Regions from separate parts of the Mus musculus genome. Here region 2 is linked to region 1. Evidence: chromatin contacts called from public HiChIP or PLAC-seq data. All regions are on one chromosome and are shown on one strand. The core of a region is the stretch at or near the end of the contact, and the rest is flanking DNA. Distances in the headings are between cores, read along the strand shown.

The links. HiChIP or PLAC-seq counts read pairs in DNA pulled down with a chosen protein or histone mark.
Region 2: an H3K27ac HiChIP or PLAC-seq map of trophoblast stem cells shows a contact between it and region 1, with 17 read pairs. The contact joins the enhancer-like site here to the promoter of Oaz2 in region 1. A contact is called at or near these places in 2 of 39 promoter capture datasets (macrophages and stem cell-derived epiblast-like cells), 2 of 484 Hi-C or Micro-C datasets (embryonic fibroblasts and nephron progenitors), 6 of 115 datasets of contacts at active chromatin or transcription factors (embryonic stem cells, heart atrium, intestinal villus epithelium and 2 more) and 3 of 9 other capture datasets (adipose tissue, liver and pancreatic islet).

Annotation. Positions count from the first base shown.
Region 1 is chr9:65,675,119-65,678,439 of GRCm38.p6, forward strand. Oaz2 (ornithine decarboxylase antizyme 2) reads left to right here and starts at 1,430. Exons shown (of 5, transcript NM_010952.3): 1 at 1,430-1,647. The coding sequence starts at 1,628.
Region 2 is chr9:65,720,105-65,723,234 of GRCm38.p6, forward strand. The region is part of intron 3 of Zfp609 (zinc finger protein 609); the gene reads right to left. Among named protein-coding and RNA genes, the nearest start is that of Oaz2, 45 kb to the left of the region's middle. Within about 2 kb of position 1,622, at least 48 of the 459 cell types and tissues checked have an H3K27ac peak or open chromatin away from gene starts, as enhancers often do. A contact at or near this core is called in heart atrium and trophoblast stem cells, where this site is marked.

The DNA of each region.
Region 1 (3,321 bases), core at 180-2,679:
ACAGGTTTTTCAAGCTGTCTCTTCTGCGTGTTGCTTTCTTTGCAGTGTCCTTCAGACTGAGTACTTACCTCATATTGTGATGGCCTCTCTCTCTGGACAGATTGTGACATCCAAGGTAGGTACATTGCCTGGCCCATTGTGGAAGCTTCCTGGATTCCTGCCCATGCTAGAAGCACATAGTATGTAGCTATTTACTGAACTTTGACTAAATGAACGGATGATTTGAGGTGACCACTGTGGTCTGAGAGTGCATCCTCTCCCTTTCCCTCTGCCCCACCTCTCTCTCTCTCTCTCTCTCTCTCTCTCTCTCTCTCTCTCTCTCTCTCTCCCCTCCCTCCCCCACCCCCAAGATAGGGTCTCACCATGTTACACTAAGCAGCCTGGAACTTGTTGCCTGCGTACTACAAGCTGGCCTTCAACTCACAGAGCCTCACCTGCCCCTGCTTCCTGGGTGCTAAGATAGATAAAGGCTTACACAGTCTCTACTGACTGCAGTCTAAGTTGACTGCACAGGTTTGACAACTAGGGTTCTCCTGTGAGTGTGGCTGGGATTTGGGGGTGTGTGTACATTGCTGCCTGGCCTCTGTGATTAGAGGGCCAGGTAAGACAGTGGCAGTGCACTAGGTGCCTTGCATGATCGATTGAAGCAGCTTGCACCGATTGGCTGGAAGCCACTGTCATTGTACTATGAATTGAAGGAAAAGATCTGTGGGATTAGATTCACACTGGAAATGGTGCTACTCTATGAGGAGTATTCTTCTATTTCAGATTTTGTTTTGTTTAGTGACATGGGTTTACAAATACTATTCTCCGGTTTCGGTTTGGCCACACACCAAAAGCAGCAAGTGCCCAGTGTGGTGAGGCACACTATTTCCAGCACTTGGCAGGACAGGAAGTAAAGGAAGGAGGATGGGGGTTTCCAAGTCATCTTCCAGTGAGTCTGAGGCTAGCCTGAGCTACAAAGACTGTATCAAAAAACAAACAAAAGGCAGACATGAACGAGTGGAGAGGGCTCAGCGGATAAGAGCACCGGTTGGTCTTCAGAGGACTTGGGTTCAATTCCCAGCCTCTACATGGCAGGTCACACTGTCTGTAACTCCTGTGCCAGGGGATCTGACATCCTCATATAGAGATACATGCAGGCAAAACACCAATGTGTATAAAAAATAAACATACATAAATGATTAAGAAAGAACAAAAGCAGAAATGAAGACTGGCCTTAGCCAAGCAGAACCTGAGTTCCTGGCATCGAGAGAGACCTCTTTCCCCTCTTCTCCCTGGCTACCGCCCCTCTTCCCGAGATGATAGCTTGCCCTTAGTACGCCTGCGCCCAGGCGGGGCGGTGCTTCGCCCTTTGTTGTGGGCCCCAGTTTCCCAGGACACCAAGCGGCGCTGGGTGGGGCTATGCAGATGAGGTACTTGGGGGCGGGGCGGTTGCGCGGCGGCGGCCGGGGAGGGTCAGTTGGAGGCAGGCGCTCGCTGAGGCAAGAGGAGGGCACTCGGCCCGCGGCCTGACAGGGACTTAGCCCACAGAGACCGGCCCGCGCGCGCGACCCCACACCCACCCACTCGTCCACCTACCCACTCCCCGCGCCGCCTCCTCCCACCCTGAGCAGAGCCACCGAGGATGATAAACACCCAGGACAGGTAACGGCCCGGCGCAGGCTCCCCGCCCCCATCCTCCCTCCGCAGCTCCAGAGGCCTTCGCACCCCCCCCCACCCCCGCAGCCTGCCCCCAGCCCCCAGGGGGCTCCATCCGCTCCCACTGTTCCTCTCGCCATCCCAGCCACTGCCACCCGAGTCCTGAAATCGGGCCTCCTTCCGTCCTTTAGCCCCCTTCCTCCAGCCCTGCCCATCCCCCTCATCCGGGTTTTCTCCTCGCCCGGAGCCCCCCCCCCCCAAAAAAAAAAAAAAACCTGGACATAGCCAGTCAGTCGCTCCGTTTTCTTAAGCCCAGTGGGACGGTGCCCAGTCCCCCATACTGTGGGCTTTCTCCCACAGATTCCCCGAATTGGTTCTTATCTTCCCTAAATCTTTCTTACTCCTCCACAAGTCACTTAATCGCTTTAAATCCATTCTCTAGTGAAAATTGCTTCCCAGGCAGACTCCTCTCAGCCCTGCCTGGCTGTCCCCAAAGACAAGCTCTGTCCGGCAGTTCTCAACTCAACCCTTTCCCCCTCTTCCCACCTCCTTGGGATGTGCAGTCCCACTCTCTTCCCCACCCTTCTCCAGGTAGGCCCCATTTTCCTGTCTGGGAACCCCCACTCTTTATTTCTCTAACACTATGGAGTCCATTCCTGCCCTCCAGCCTGTTTTTCCAATGATGTTGCCAACACTCTTCTACACACTCTTACCCTTTAAACACTACAAAGTCTCAGTTGGTACTCATCTTACCGCCCCCCCCCTTCTTTAAAATCATTACAATGCCCAACTTAGTCTCTCCCCTTTCCTGGGAAGATCATTAAGTGCTACCCCCTTTTAAATTTCACTCCAGGGCCTCCAAAACCAGATCCTGGGCCTTTGGAAGTTACCTACCTCAAGACCCAATCCCTGTTTCCCCCAGGATTTGAAATGCATTATTCTTTTGAAATGGTGTGGGTTTCTTAACTTTCAACCAAAGTAGGCAGAAGTCATCCCTTTAGTTACCCTCCCTTTTTCCATGTCCTCAGATATCCCACATTTCTGTCCCAGACAGACGCTCTTCTCCAAAGCTATTCCAGAATTTTCTGATCCCTCAGGATTTGTAATGCCACTTGCTTATGTATTATCTTGGCTTTCATTAGCAATTCAGAAATGATTCCTTTGCCTTCCCCTGTAAGGCTCGGTGCTAAACCCTCCAAAACTTTTTTGAAACCCATTCAGTCCCCATACTAGATCTTTTATCTTCACATTGGACTTTTTATAGCCTCTGACCTTGAGTAAGCAGATCCTTTCCTTAAACTGTCAGGATCCCTCCAAAACCAGATGACTTCGTCCTACAAGTCATCTTTCTTGTGGCTGTTTACATAGGGCTCTGCCACTCAAGGGTCCTCTGGAAGCTTGAGCTCCTTTTTCACCAAGTGATCTTGATACTCTCGATTTCCTACTTGATGCTTCTTCCAGCTCCATCTTTTCTCCAGCTGTGTGTTCCTCACATTTCAGTGTGTCTTAAACCTAGCTAGACAAACACAAACCAAAAAACCAGTTATCTGTTCTTTCCTAGATTGCTCCAAATGGCCTAGGGTAGGGCCTGATAAGTGGTGTGTATTTTAAAGCTCTCCAGTTCTCATGTGGAGCCTGGGTTGAAAAATACTCTCAGCCCAAGGAGGCCTTAGCCTTTCT
Region 2 (3,130 bases), core at 372-2,871, 45 kb after region 1:
GAAACAGAGGAACTGCTTTATTTCCATAACTATCTCTGGTATGTCTTAATCTAACATTCAACTTTGATATGCTATTAGAGAATGTACAAATTTCTGACCTCGTTCATACTCTCCCTCCCCATTCCTTCCCTTTTGTGATAGGGCCTTACTCTGTCACAGGCTGTAGCTTGAACTCACTTTGTTCTGGCTTTCTGACAATCTTCCTGTCTCAACATATTCAATGCTGATATTAGAGGGGTAAGCCACTATGACTAGCTTGTATAGACTTCTGAGCATCGTTTCCCAGAACAAAAACTTCAAAGAAAAGATGTAAAGAAAGGGTAAATACAGCCTTAAAGTCACAAGAGAGAGTAGCCTTCAGAAACAAACAAGAGTTTTGCACAAAACAAAAGTAACCACTGGCACACTTGTCTGAAATTGTACTTTTTTTTTTAAAGCAGGTAACCACAGGGTTATAATGCAGCAACCACCAGAAACTGCCATGATTCAGGGAAAACTCTAGTTTTAAATTTGTCTACCGCAATTAAATTATTAGAGATGATGTCATGCTATAAGTTCTTTATGTGTAAACACAGCAAGATTTACTAATTTTTCTTTGAATGTATGTTCATGTGTGTGCACACGTGTGGATGGAAGCCAGAGGACAATCTTGGGTGTTGCTCCTCAGGAGTCATTCACCTTGTTTTTTCTTTCTTTCCTTCCTTCTTTTTTTATTTTGATTTTTCAAGACAGGGTTTCTCTGTGTAGCCTTGGCTGTCCTTTTAGTCACAGGGATTTGCCTGCTTCTGCCTCCCAGTGCTGGGATCAAAAGCATGTGCCACCACCACCCTACATCACCAAGCTTACTTTACATGAATTCATGGGATAGAACTTGGGTTCTCACGCCTGCATGATGGTAAAGAAGGCCCTAAAATATCAAGCGGCTATTACTATCTTCACTCTCGCATTCAAGGCTGAAGAAGTTTAGAAGCAGGAAAAGGGCTGTTATGGGAAGGTCAGAGCACAGCAGCCTAGATGTAACCTTTCCCCGCTGTGGGACGGGTCTCCCCGCTGTGGGACGGGTCTCCCCGCTGTGGGACGGGTCTCCCCGCTGTGGGACGGGTGGGCGGTCTCTGGAAAGAAGCTGGAGATCTGAGAGGCTTCTTCCTTTCATCTCTTAAGTGCTCACACTGGGAAATCTGGCAGAAGTGCATCACGGATCAGGTCACACACCCTTCCTTACACTGCATGTCCTCTCTCCTCTCTTGCTGAGGCATAAATATACTGTAGCCATGGCTGGAGGCCATCCTATCAGCTGGAATCTTTCTCGGAAAATCCCTAGAGTAAAAAAGGTCAGAGCTCAGTACAACTGCGTTGAGGAAATTGTTGCCTGGGGTGACAGGGACTCACAGTGTCCACAGCTTTACTACTTGATGACCTAGCAGGAGGACTCAAGGTGACAGACAGCACGGCTGGGGCTGGCTCACATAGGTCCCTTTGCTTTCTTCTTTCAGCCAATCCTGAGAAGAACAGCAAACTTCGGAAATCTATTTCTCTTTCTGTAACCTCTGTGTGGCAGTTTCAGGGTTTGTTAAGAGAGCAGCATTCGGTAGAAGCAGCAATGTGCAAAGAGAAAGGCAGTCAACTTGCTGGGGTCTACGGGCCCTAGGGTCTTGGGATGCCACGACTCTCTATTTCACACACACAAGGACCATGCCAAGTTTCCATGGTAGGAAGAGGAACTGTTCCTAGACATCCTTTCTTTCTCCAAACTGTGACAACACTTACAGCTTCTGTTATGGACTAAATTGTGCTTCCTCCCAAATATATATTCTAATCCAAGGTACCTCAAAATAGCATCTTTGTTGTTTTAAGACAGCTCATACAGCCCTCGATGGCTCGGAATTCACTATTTAGCTGAGGCAGACTTTAAACATCTACACATCCTGCTTCCAACAGCCAGTGCTAGGATTTCAGCAGGACAGCACCATTGGCTATCATTTGTAGCCTTATAAAAAGGAGACTCTGGACACAGACACAGAAGCAAGATGGCATGTGAACAAGTGATACTAATCAAGCTGCCCAAATGCTACCCGTGACTTGCTCTCATCCTCAGCCCAGCACTCAGTAACTAACACTAGCATAAGCAGAAGGATAACACTTTGAATCTTCTCCAAACTAACCTGTGGACCCAATGAAATCCCAATCAAAATTCACAGCAGGCTTTTTTCATTAAGAAGTCACAAGCTGATCCTGACATTTATGTGGAAATGTGTACTGCGGAGAACAGCCCAGGTGATCTTAGGAAGTACAACCCAGCTAGGGAGAGGACTTACACTTCTAGGTGTCCTGACGTACAAAGGGGTAGTTAAGCCCTGAGTTTTCATGGGAGACTAAATAAGACAATGAATGCAAAGTAGAGAGCCCATCAGTAAGGCAGATGTGCCTTCTCTGTGCAGTGCGGGGAATGGTGGTGTTTTCAATGAGGTGCTGAGCAAATTATGGGCCCACAAGAATAAAAAACAAATTTGAATCTCAATTCAAACCTTAAATAAAAAATCAGTTACAAAAAGCAAGGTTCTCAGAGGAAATTTTGGAGATTATCTAAGACTATGAAAAACTGCTAAACATGACACAAAAAATTCCACTAATAACAAAAGGAAAAATAAAGACAAACCAGGTTTAATAAAAATGAACCTTATATGCATGAAAAGACTAACATTATAAAAAAGGCAAGACACAGAAGATTTCTATAACACATCTGATGTGTATCTATGACTAGAATATACAAACTATAACTCAATAAAGATATACAACCTAACCCAACAACTGACAAAAGGCTTAAGAGAAACATCACAGAAGATTTACATAGGTCAGTAAATACAAGACAAGATGCTAGATTTTACCATTCTTCAGGGAGGTACAAACTAACAACTCAGTGCGAAGCCACTGTCCACCAACCAGAAGGACTCAGATAGAAAGTGTCAAAGGGAAAGACAAAGGCAAATGCTGGCTAGGATGCAGACCACTGTCATTCTAGCATGTTACAGCACTGCGGAGGCAGAGGCAGGCACAGTTTAAGGCCAGCCTGGTCTACAGAGCGAGTTCCAGGACAGCCAGGGCTACACTGAGAAATCCTGTCTGGAATACC